Linked DNA regions of Bos taurus: region 1 is linked to region 2. Evidence: chromatin contacts called from public Hi-C data. All regions are on one chromosome and are shown on one strand. The core of a region is the stretch at or near the end of the contact, and the rest is flanking DNA. Distances in the headings are between cores, read along the strand shown. Region 1 overlaps ERGIC1 (endoplasmic reticulum-golgi intermediate compartment 1). Region 2 has its middle 60 kb from the start of DUSP1.

The links. A called contact is a pair of places that touch in the nucleus more often than the background predicts.
Region 1: a contact with region 2 is called in a Hi-C map of liver, with 6 times the contacts expected there. The contact joins two enhancer-like sites. A contact is called at or near these places in 5 of 11 Hi-C or Micro-C datasets (blastocyst, blood, liver and 2 more).

Annotation. Positions count from the first base shown.
Region 1 is chr20:4,697,422-4,703,432 of ARS-UCD2.0, reverse strand. The region is part of intron 9 of ERGIC1 (endoplasmic reticulum-golgi intermediate compartment 1); the gene reads right to left. Among named protein-coding and RNA genes, the nearest start is that of RPL26L1, 17 kb to the left of the region's middle. Within about 2 kb of position 4,037, at least 8 of the 102 cell types and tissues checked have an H3K27ac peak or open chromatin away from gene starts, as enhancers often do. A contact at or near this core is called in liver, where this site is marked.
Region 2 is chr20:4,480,576-4,487,299 of ARS-UCD2.0, reverse strand. No RefSeq gene overlaps it. Among named protein-coding and RNA genes, the nearest start is that of DUSP1, 60 kb to the left of the region's middle. Within about 2 kb of position 1,634, at least 14 of the 102 cell types and tissues checked have an H3K27ac peak or open chromatin away from gene starts, as enhancers often do. A contact at or near this core is called in liver, where this site is marked.

The DNA of each region.
Region 1 (6,011 bases), core at 2,788-5,287, 210 kb before region 2:
CCCTTCCACTGTGGGGAGAATGAAGTCAGCTCGTCTACCTTAAGAAGAAGGAGCGTGTGTGTTCCCTTGACATTTTATTCATGGCTCTTGATGCCTTATAATATGAAGAGGACACGTTCCAACCACACTGGCTGGTGGCCTGAATCCCTCTGTTGTTCCACCAGGCTCCGGAGTCAGCATTCCTGGGGGCAGCTCCCAGCTCTGCAACCCTGGCTGGGAAAGCCAGTGGACCTCCCAGAGCCTCAGTTTCTCTCATCTGTGAACGGGGTCCACTAGGAGGCTCTGTCCAGCTGCCTGATGTACCACTGGAAGTGCCTGGGAACCATTCGTTCACTTTGCTCCTGCAGGCAGCCCAGCTTGCAGGGCTCGGGGAAAAGGCACAGTCTGAGGAAATAAATAATGAATCAGAGTCCCATCAAATGCTGGCGGCGGCAGTCAGGCTGGAGCCTCAGATGAGAACACCGAGGCTGTGGCTGAGAGAGGTGGGGGCTGTCGCGGAAGGGAAGCTGATGACTGGAGCTGGGAGAGGTGGGAGTAGAGGCGGGGAGGAGAGGGTGTGGTGATCTCCAGCCATGGGGTCATGCCTGCCGAACCTCCCACTTGCGCCCCTTATTCCAGGGGGCTGGGGGGAGAGAGTGGAGCCCTTTCCTTGCCATTTTTACAGTGGCTGCAGCTGCAAAATACCCAGCACCCTGGAGACTTCCCTGGCAGTCCAGTGGTTAAGACTCGGGACTTCCAAAGCAGGGGGTGTGGATTCAAGCCCGGGTCAGGGAACTAAGATCCCACACGTCATGTGCTAAAGCCAAAAACACAAGAACCCCAAACCCTCCCCGTCACTGCCCCCTCTGTTCAGCACCTACTATGTGCCAGCGCCGAGACTGCACTTTTCCTCTGCTTTCCCACCCCATCGTGGCAAGTGGTGGGGCAAACAGGCTGAGTGCCTTTTCATAGTGAGGAAACAGAGGCTCCGAGACGGAATGACTTGCCCACAGTCACACAGCTATACCCAGTGGGCAAGCAGGAGGAACACCCAGGTCTGGGAGGCTACAGGGGGTCTGCTTTTCTTCAGTTCTCCCACCTGCTTCTCCCTGACCTGAAGGCTCCCCTCAGTCCTCATCTGTACGTACAGATGGCTTTCTTTTTTTTTTAATAGATGGTTTCTTTCTATTTTGTTTTCTCAGCTCTGTTAAGTCTTACATATCAGATATCCTGAGGTAAGAAGTCTCTGTCAGGGAAGTTCATGAAGAAGCTGTGGGGCTGTAAAAATAAGTGTGGTTTATACAACGTAGCCCATGCCATTCTAATACTCCTTCCTTGTGTCAGAACCTGCCCTAGAAAATAAGTGCCAGGCGCTTCTGTTCCAGACCCAGCTGGAGCAATTAGGGCCTGGTGCACAACCTTCTGGAAGAACGAACTTGGCTCAAATGCCCGGAAGGACCCGAACTGAAGGTTTTGTTTTTGTTTTTTAACCCATTTCCAGACCTGAATAACCTAGCTAATTTGGGGTTCTGCTCTGCTCCTCAAGTAACGGAAACTCTCTTGTGGGCCAAGGCGTGTGCCCTCCCCGTGTTGGCTCGCTGTTTCACACCGCCTCATAACTCGCTGTGCTAGCCCCGCTCTGGAGGAATGGTGATGGAGCCCACCCTCCGGGGGAGAGAGACGCACCAAGGAACACCCGAGCGGGAGAGAAGCGAGGCTCTGAGACGGCTGCTGCAGCAGTGCAGCTGCCAAGCTGGCCTTCCCCAGCACACAGTCTCAGATGGAAAACCTCCTCAGTTTTCTCTCCTCTCAGCTTCTGTTCTTTTACCATCCCATGTGCCCCCCACCCCATGCACCTGCTGCCTTTTGTCAATGGAAAAATCCTTGCAGGTGCCCAACAGATGAGTGAGAAGTAATTGGATAAAGGCAGGAAGACCTGCACATCAGCAGCTGACCAGCCTCAGACGGACAGCTTGCCTGCTTGCTTGCGTCTACACAGGCGTGATTGTGACTTTCCCACACGTGCTCGTGATATTGGCTTGTTTCCTGCTACAATATTTCTTCTTGAGTCCCAAGATAGAAGTCACTATATCAGATGATCCTGGTGTCTTATTAAGGGCTCCGTGGCTTCTGGGGGTTCTGTAGCTGGGACATCCTTGAGAGTCTTTGTTTTGGAAACTGCAGGCTCCCAAGCTGGTGGGGAAGGGTATGGCAGAGGCATGTTTGGAGGGCAAAGTCCTGGCCTTGCCATATCCTGGCTGTGTGATCTTAGAAGAGTTTCTTTACCTCTCAGGGCCTCAGCTAATTTCCAAATAAAACAGGAATGATACCATCTATCTTGGAGGGCTCCTAGTAGGATTAAAGGAGATGACTGTAAAATTACCTGGTACCCAGTAGCTGCTATAAGTGCAGCTCTATGATCACTCCTTTAAGCAGCTGTCCCTTGTATATTTCTGAGCACCTGTATCCAGGCCAAGTCCCGTGCTAGATGTGGGTAACAAAGAGGTGAATTAGACCTGGAACTCCTCACACTCAGGCCTGGCAGCTATGAAGTGCAATCAAAAGACTGGGGGATTATTTCACTGGCAAGGAGCATCGCGAGGTCAAGGATGCTACCTAACTCAGCCATCCCTGCTGGCCAACGGGGACGTGTCATCACAGCTGCTACTTTCCGGTGGACAAAAACTCATGACCATACTGACCCAGTTTGGTATATACTTGGTGACTTCTGGTTGCTCCCCCCAAGTAGCATAAAACACACAAGGAAAGCAATGTGACACCTCCAAAGCCATCTAATCTGTCACCACTGCCCACTTGAAGGCCATCTCCAAAAAGGGGCTTTGGCAAGTGGCGAGGTAGGGAACAAATGTGTGCATGTGGGAGGGGGCACTCTAAAGGGGATCGCTTGCATGTTGTTAAACACCATCTGTTTATTCCCTCAGTGGTGGAATTTTCTGGAACAACACAAGGTAGCGGTCTGAACAAGGTTCTCCAGGTATCCAGAGAGAGGACCCTCGGGCAGCCTGGTAGAGAATTCCGGAAGGAGGATGCCTCCTCTGCTCAGGCTGAGAATGAACAGGTCTTGTAGACCATAAGAGCCTGGAGGGGCAGCCCTGAATAAGCCAGGGCTTTGTTACTTAGAATGCTTCGGGGAGGTCCCACCTGCCTCTCCGCTCCACACCCACTCTGCCGCCCTGGACTGCACCCACCCCTCATTCCAGCCCACCCACAGCTGCCTCCACACAGCCGCCACATGACGACATCCTGGCTTAAGTGCCCTCTTCAACAGCCCCTCTGAGGCGCTATTTGCAGAGGCCCCCTTTGGGGGTTCGGGGGCTTTGCACACAAGTGTCTGATTTTATAAAGAGAGAAAGAAAAGTCACAGCAGGTGCCTCCACTTCCCTCTTGGCCCCACCCTGCCCAGCGAGGGCTCCTGGAGGTCTCTGTACATGTGTGTCTGCGTGTGAGCGTCATCCCACATCTGCCGCCCAGTGACAGGGGCCTTTGAAGCTCCACAATGACGCCATCTGCCAGGGACAGCCGGCGGGCTCGCACTGGACTGAGCCCCACAGTTGCCATGGCAACCAAGATGGCAGCATGGGGCCCTCAGAAAACCCAGCAGGCTAATGATGTCAGGAGGTACCCTGCAGAATGGTCCCCATTCAGGTGGAGGTGGGCAGGGCAGGGGTGGATGAGCGACTGGTGGCCAAAGGGAAGAGAAGAAGGCCTCCAGGCGATGCAGGTCAGGCCTGTGCCTTGGGGGTCTGGGGGACCTCCAGCTCTCAGAAGTCCTTCCCCATCAAAAGAAGCTACAAGGCCTCCACAAGACACGCTGTGCTGTACGCCTCAGCACACACTACTCCCTTTGCTGAGACTCTCTCAGCTTTGCTCACCAGCCTAGAAAACGCCTCCTCACCCTGCAAGACCCATCCTGAGGTGTCCTTCTCTGAACTTTCCCAACAGAGAAGAGTCTTTGTCACTGGGGTGCCTGGTCCACATCAGAGTCCTGGCTGATCCGGACTGCAGCTCTGTGGGCTCAGCCATCTCCCTGGCCTGCCAGGAAGCAAGCTAAGGTCAGAGACTGTGTCTAGTTCACTGTTCCTGCTGCCCAGCACAGGGTAAAGTCTAGCAAATATTATTTAGCAAATAAATGAAGTCACTTCACTTCTCAGCCACTTGGCAAGAAATTTCAACACTCAGAGCCTCAGCTGTCAGGAATGCAGGAGCAAACAGAAAGCAGGCCAGGAGAGCCTCCTGACCCCATGGCGAGGTGTGGGCACGGTCATCTCTCCACCAGTGTCCAGGCTGCAGACCCCAGGGCCTCTGAGATGCACACCACGTCCACACAGGGGTGCCAACTTGCGTCTTCGCTTCTGTCCTATTCTGGGCCTGCAGTAGGAGTACTGGCTAAGACTCAGCGCCACGACCTACTTGGGCTGCTACCCCGTGGGGCCTTGGGTAGAATCACCTGCTCAAATTCCCTAATTTGGAGCCAAAGGGTTAGTGCATCTCCATCCAAGTGGCTGAGCCCATTCACATCAGAGAACATATGTGGGTCCTCCTGCTTCGTGTCCTCCCAGTCCTTATGGGGCAGGCCCATCCTTCTACCAGTTTGATAGCATACGATTGGGTCTTGCTGTTTTGAATCTCATTCCTCTGGTTTCTAGTGAACCTTGGCATCTTTCCATTTTCAGTGTGGTCTCTTCTGTCAGCAGTCAAGTCCTTACCTATTTTCTTTTTGATCACTTGACTTTGTCTTATTGACTTGTAGGAATTTTATCTCTTTTGGCCACACCATGTGGTTTGCAGGATCCTTGTTCCCCAGTCAGGGATTGAACCTGGGCCCACAGCTGTGAGCGTACTGAGTCCTAACCATTGGACCACCAGGGAATTCCCTTTAGGAACTTTTTGATATATAAATTCTGAAGCATACCTCTTTCTTGGGCTGTGCTTAGCTGCTCAGTCGTGTCCAACTCTTTGTGACCCCATGGACTATAATCCACCAGGCTCCTCTGTCCATGGGAATTCTCCAGGCAAGAATACTGGGGTGGGTTGCCATGCCCTCCTCCAGGGGTCTTCCCAACTCAAGGACTGAACCCAGGTCTCCCCCATTGCAGGCAGATTTTTTACCATCTGAGCCACCAAAGAAGCCCAAGAATACTGGAGTGGATAGCCTATCCCTTCTCCAGGGGAACTTCCTGACCCAGGAATGGATCTGGGGTCTCCTGGATCGCAGGCAGATTTTCTACCAGCTGAGCTACTCAGGAAGCCCCACATCTTTCTTGTATGTGGGGCAAATATCTTCTTCCAATCTGTGTCTGGTATTTTAGCTTTATGTTAAGTACCCTTGGCTAATGAGAAGTTTCAAATTTTTATGGAGTCAGAGAACAGCAAAAGGCTATTTTGAGGCTCATATGAGCACCAAACTTTTAACATCCTTTGTATCCACATGGTTTTCTGTAACTGCAGAGCAGCCCTTTCCTGATCTGCTCTGAGTCCCACAAGGCCATGGGAGGCAGGAAGAGTGGGGACTGTTATTCCTATCTCATAGAGGATGAGACGGAGCGCCTGTAGCGGCCATCCGGCCTTTGGCCTCCGCGCATCCCATCCTCCTTCTTCTAGTGACTGGCCTCTGACTTTTCTCTGGGGAGCCCCACTCCATCGCAGCCTTTGTCCTTGCAGTCTGGGTGGGGCTGGCCCACTGGAGCACACCATTCATTTTCCAGGCCACAAGGATGGCATGGGACCTGAGCCAGGCCAATGACAATGCTATTCCATCCAGTACTTGGGGTAGAATTACTGAGAAAGAGGCACTTTCTACCGGTAAATTCTATTTGAAAATGAAACCAGTACTGAGGAGAGCAGGACGATGAGAGGGCTTTTCCAGACATCTGTACCTGGATCTAACCATACCTGAAGCCCATGTATCCTTCAAGCCAGCATATTGTGGGGTCCTGTCTCTTCTGGATCAATAACAGGGTCCTAACACAGACCACGTCAGAGCAGGAAATTAAAGAGCCAAGACTGGACAG
Region 2 (6,724 bases), core at 385-2,884:
CATGGTCAAAGGGGTGTGTTGCTGATGTCGGGGATACACAGTGCTCTTTTTCTGGCTCTGCCACTGTCTAACTCTGTGAGTTTGGGCAGCTTCCTTCACCTCTCTGAGCCTCACTTTGCTGTGGCTTTTGTTTAGTCAGTAAGTCGTGTCTGACTCTTTGCAACACCATCGACTATATGTAGCCCCACCAGGCTCCTCTGTCCATGGGATTTCCCGGACAAGAATACTGCAGTGGGTTGACATTTCCTTCTCCAGGGGATCTTCCTGACCTGGGATTGAACCCACATCTCCTGCACTGCAGGCAGGAGACCCCAGTTCAGTTCCTGGTTTGGGAAGTTCCCCTGGAGAAGGGATAGGCTACCCACTCCAGTATTCTTGGGCTTCCCTGGTGGCTCAGATGGTCTCCCACAGTGCAGGATACCTGGGTTTGATCCCCAGTTTGGGAAGATCCCCTGGAGGAAGGCATGGAGTATTCAGTATTCTTGTCTGGAGAATCCCCATGGACAGAGGAGCCTGGTCATCTACAGTCCATGGAGTCGTAAAGACTCAGACACGACTGGGCGACCAAGCACATCTCAGCTCCTGCGGTGGCAGGCAGGTTCTTTACCACTGAGCCACCAGGGAAGGTTCAGTTTACCCTTTTGTAAAATGGAAGCAATCCCAGTCTCTATCTCTTAGGACTAAATTTGGAATCGATTGAAAACAGGTAAATCTCTGAGGGCATGGCAAGTGCTTGATAGATGATATTATGAAGGACCCCCACAGATGGACACATATCAGCCATGCCTCACTGCCTTTGCACGGCTGAGAAGAGGTATATTATGTCTCTGCAGAGCTGGGGAAACTGAGTCACTGGGCCAGGAAGTGCCTGGGTCAGGCTTCAGCCTGAGTCACAGGCCTGATGCTGGGAAAACTCCCTTGCAGCCACCTCCAGAAATGCTTTGGGCCACAGTCTGCTGGCTTCAGGGCCTCCTTTCCTACCCCCACCATCAGCCACGTCAGGCTTCAGCCAGGAGACTTCAGTCTCCAAGTCATGTCCAACTCTCTGCAACCCCATGGACTGCAACATGCCAATCTTCCCTGACCTTCACCATCTCCCAGTTCGCTCAAACTCATGTCCAGTGAGTCCATGATGCCATCCAACCATCTCATCCTCTGTCGCCCTCTTCTTCTCCTGCCCTCAATCTTTCCCAGCATCAAGGTCCTTTCCAATGAGTTGGTTCTTCTCCTCAGGTGGCCAAAGTACTGGAGCTTCAACTTCAGCATCAGTCCTTCCAGGTCAGGCTGGGTCCCCTAATATGTGTCCCAGGAGTGAAGGAAGCTTTGCAATGGACACTTATAGACCTTTATACCTAGGGAAGCTGAGCCTGAGAGGAGGAGGTGATTTCCTTGCACCATGCAGCTGTGTGGGGGTAGGACCCTGACTTGCCTACAGGGGCGTCCATCAGAAAAAAAACCTGCTGTTGTGGCTGGACTCCCTCTGGGCTGGCTCACATCTCCAGTGCAGCCATGGGATCAAAGGCGAAGCTGCAGGAAGCCCTTCCCATCCCGACTTCCCTAGAACTAGGACACGCTTTGACGTCAGCACATCCACATTCCTGCCCTCCAGCCCCAGGGTTGGGGCACTGATTTCCTCCCACCAGCCTTGGCATCACAAACAGGAAGCTGGGTCATGTGGGTGGACCGGGCCAGGGCACAGGGAGGAAAGGGGCGGGAGTCCAATCTAGGCATCGGCTCCCAGCCTGGCACCCAAGGAGGGCCAGGGAGTCCTGTTACACTGTGTCCTCCGGGCCACGCTGTTCCTCAGGCATTCACAAGGGCCTTCAGTGACTTCGTCCTTTTTGGTCTTCACAAACTCCTGCATTCATTGATTATGACTCTTTCCTTGTTCAGATACTAAGTCGTGTTTGATTCATGGTAACCCCATGGTTATGCCAGCCTTCCCTGTCCTTCACCATTTCCCAGAGTTTGCTCAAATTCATGTCCATTGAGTTGGTGATACCATCCAACTATCCCGTCCTCTGTCTTCCCCTTCTCCTCCCACTTTGAGTCTTTCCCAGCATCAGGGTCTTTTCCAATGAGTCAGGTCTTTGCATCAGGTGGCCAAAGTGTTTGAGCTTCAGTTTCAGCATCAGTCTTTCCAGTGAATATTCAGGGTTGACTTCCTTTAGGATTGACTGGTTGGATCTTGAAGTCCAAGGCCCCAGTGAAGCCACTGACATGAGTGAGGGAGGGCTGTGGAGAACACCTTTCAGTTTTACCTCCATCAATAAAGTGGCCTTTCTGAATGAAAACAGAAAAAGTCTTCCCTGGCACCACAATTTAAAAGCATAAAATTTCCAGCACTGAGCCTTCCTTACGGTCCAACTCTCACATCCATACATGACTACTGGAAAAACCATAGCTTTGACTAGACAGACCTTTGTTGGTAAAGTGATGTCTCTGGTTTTTAATATGCTGTCTAGGCTGGTCATAGTTTCTCTTCCAAGGAGCCAGTGTCCTTTAATTTTGTGGCTGCAGTGATTTTGGAATCCAAGAAAATAAAATCTGTCACTGTTTCCACTTTTCCCCCATCTATTTGCCATGAAGTGATGGTGTCAGATGCCATGATCTTAGTTTTTTGAATGTTGAGCTTTAAGCCAACTTTTTCACTCTCTTCTTTCACCTTTATCAAGAGGCTCTTGAGTTTTTCTTCGCTTTCTGCCATCAGAGTGGTTTCATCTACATATCTGAGGTTGTTGATATTTCTCCCAACAATCTTGATTCCAGCTTTTGCTTCATCCAGCCCGGCATCTCACATGATGTACTCTGCATAAAATGACGGTTTTTACTGATGAAGAGTTATGGCCACCCTGGGTTAAGCACTTACTCTGGCCTTGTGCTTTGTCTCTCATTTAATTCTCATAATCCTCTTATTTTCATTTAACAGGTGAGGAAACTAAGGCATTGGCAGGGTGAGTTAAGTGGGTCTGCAGCAGTGGGGAGTGGGCAGAGCAGGCATGTGGACCCTGGGTGTGTGGCCTGGAGCTGGTCCCAGGAGCCCTGGTGGATGCAGCCTCCTCCCCGTCTCAGCCTCTGCCAGCACCACGCTGGCAAATGCAAATTCGATCGTGTGTCTCCTGGGCTAATCCCTTTCATGGCTCCCCTTTACCCCAGGGACAAAAATCCATGCTGTGAGGATGACATGCTGCCCTTTCCTCCTGCTGCCCCGCCGCCCCAGCCAGCTTTGCTGCTTTGAGCGTCCGGAGCCACCCTTGGTATACTGAAACTGCTCTCTCGTTTTCACCACGACCGCAATTTATACAGGAGGAGTCCGCAGATGGAAGAGGAGATGGAGTGTCGGTCATATCACAGCACCAGTGAGGGGCACAGGCCTGGTGGGTCCAAAACTTTCCATGCCAGAGATGCCCAGGCCACAGGACAGAGAAATGACCTGAGGCCTCTTCCCAAGGCAGCTTCCTGGGCCCAAGCTGCAAATGCAGGACAGCGGCATGGTAGTCGTGCCTAGCGATTTCCCTGGGGCATCTGAGCACCTCCTTCCCAGCCCTCCACAGCCCCCAGGGCTGTCGGAGTGGTCCCAGTGGTCACAGAAGCTGTAAGACCTGCTGCGGCGGGGAGGTTTCCAGCTGGTGGGTCCTGCCCCCTCAGGGTTCCTGGCAGCCAGGCGCCGCCTCGACTTCCTGCTCCTCTCTCCTGGGGTCCCAAAGCGGCCCCTCCGCGCTTCCTTCCTCAGGGTCCTTCCCTCCCTTCAAAGGAGGGAACAAAACAAAGTAGATAAACAAAACAGGTTTGTTGCCCACGCCTGAGGCCAGGCTGCAGCAGCCTGGAGGTCTCACCCCAGAGGGCATTCAGACCCCGTGGCCAGGCCCAGCCCCAGTCTCTGGTCGGGAGTTCCAGGTGGGACCTCAAAACATGCATTTTTGCTTGTTTGTTTTTGGCCTTTTTTGTGTGTGTGTCAAGCCGTCTCATTTTCTCCATAATTCCTTCAACTCAAAGTACAAATTCTCCAGATTCCTAAAAGGGGAACTTTAGGCTTATTGTGTGAGCTCCTGGTGGCTCAGACAGTAAAGAGTCTGCCCGCAGTGCGGGAGACCTAGGTTCGATCCCTGTGTCTGGAAGATCCTCTGGAGAAGGAAATGGCAACCCACTCCAGTATTCTTGCCTGGAGAATCCCACGGTCATGGGATCGCAAAGAGTCGGGGGCTTATTGTGTACCTTTAGCCACACCTGATCACTGATTTTATGGAGGAAGAATATTATCCCTATGGCACAAAGGGAAGTCATTGTGGGTCATTCAAGGTTAACCTTAATATAGGACTTTCAGTTCAGTTCAGTCGCTTGGTCGTTTCCGGCTCTTTGCAACCCCATGAATTGCAGCACTCCCAGAGTTTACCCAAACTCATGTCCATCGAGTTGGTGATGCCATCCAGCCATCTCATCCTCTGTTGTCCCCTTGTCCTCCTGCCCCCAATCCCTCCCAGCATCAGAGTCTTTTCCAATGAGTCAACTCTTCGCATGAGGTGGCCAAAGTACTGGAGTTTCAGCTTCAGCATCAGTCCTTCCAATGAACACCCAAGACTGATCTCCTTTAGGATGGACTGGTTGGATCTCCTTACTGTCCAAGGGACTCTCAAGAGTCTTCTCCAACACCACAGTTCAAAAGCATCAATTCTTCGGCACTCAGCTTTCTTCACAGTCCAACTCTCACATCCATACCAGTGGAAAAACTATAGCCTTGACTAGACAGACCTTTGTTGGCAAAGTAATATGTCTGCTTTTGAATATGCTGTCTAGGTTGGTCATAACTTTTCTTCCAAGGAGTAAGCATCTTTTAATTTCATGGCTGCAGTCACCATCTGTAGTGATTTTGGAGCCCCAAAAGTAAAGTCTGACACTGTTTCCACTGTTTCCCCATCTATTTCCCATGAAGTGATGGGACCGGATGCCATGATCTTCGTTTTCTGAATGTTGAGCTTTAAGCCAACCTTTTCACTCTCCTCTTTCACTTTCATCAAGAGGCTTTTGAGTTCCTCTTCACTTTCTGCCATAAGGGTGGTGTCATCTGCATATCTGAGGTTATTGATATTTCTCCCGGCAATCTTGATTCCAGCTTGTGCTTCTTCCAGCTGAGCGTTTCTCAGGCTAGGTTAAAAATCTCATTTGGGAAAGGGGACAGGATCTGAATAGAAATTTTTTTCCAATAAAAACATACAGATGGCCAATAGGCACACGAAAAGATGTTCAACATCACTAAATAGGAGAAAAGTGGTAATAAAAAGTACAATGAAGTACCACCTCATGACTATCAGAATGGCTGTCATCAAAAAGGCAAGCAACAGTAAGTGCTGGAGAGAATGTGAAGAAAAGGAAACGCTCCTATAAGTTGGTGGGAGTGAAAATTGGTGCAGCCACCATGGAAAACAGTGTGGAGATTCCTCATAAAGCTAAACATAAAACTACCATATGATCCAGCAATCCCACTTCTGGGTGTCCATCTGAAGAGTAGGAAAACCCTGCTTCAAAAAGATACATGCATTCTCACATTCACAGCCACATTATTTCCAATAACCAAATATGAAAATAACCTGAATGCCTGTTGATAGATGAATAGTTCAAGAAGTGTGTGTGTACACAACATAATATTATTTCATCATAAAAAGAGGAAATCTTGCTATTTGGAGTAACGTGGACGGACCTTGTGGGTATTATGCTAAGTGATATGTCAGATGGAGGAACACAAACACAAATACAAATCAAGAGAAACAAAATAAGCAAGCCAAGCCAAACAAAGAGTCCCTCGGACGGCAAGGAGACCAAACCAGTCTCTAAAGGAAATCAGTCCTAAAGGAAATCAATATTCATTGGAAGGACTGATGCTGAAGCTGAAATTCCAATCCTTTGGCCACCTGATGCGAAGAACTGACTCATTTGAAAAGACCCTGATGTTGGGAAAGACTGAAGGCAGGAGGAGAAGGGGAAGACAGAGGATGGGATGGTTGGATAGCATCACTGACTCCATGCACATGAGTCTGAGCAGGCTCCAAGAGTTGGTGACGGATGGGGAGGCCTGGCGTGCTGCAGTCCATGGGGTCACAAAGAGTCGGACACGACTGAACTGAACTGAACTGAACTGCACTGAACTGAACTGAAACCAAACACTAGAGAGAACAGAGCAGTAGTTACCAGAGGGGAAAGGGAAGGGGCTGAGGGCAAAGTGAGTGAATGCTGGAAAGTACATTTTTGGTGACAAGTATGCTATAGTGTATACAGAAGCTGAACTAGGATGTTGTACACGTGAACCTTATATAATCGCGTCAACTACAAATTGGCACTTACCAAGAGCATCACCAATGACTGAATAACAAAGGTATTTGTCATCTGCCTCTATGGAGAATGAACAGCTGTAACTGTTGACCTTCAGCAGCCCCTGAGGGAGTTCAGGGCGGAGTGAGGCAGTCTGCTCCAGGGAATCTGGTGGGACAGGTCTTTAGATAGTTGGATGTTTTTAGGAATAGATTTTATGACATCCATCCAAAGATAATGGCATCACTTCATGGCAAATAGATGGGGAAACAGTGGAAACAGTGGCAGACTATTTTTTGGGGCTCCAAAATCACTGCAGATGGTGACTGCAGCCATGAAATTAAAAGACGCTTATTCCTTGAAAGAAAAGTTATGACCAACCTAGACAGCATATTGAAAAGCAAAGACATTACTTTGCCAA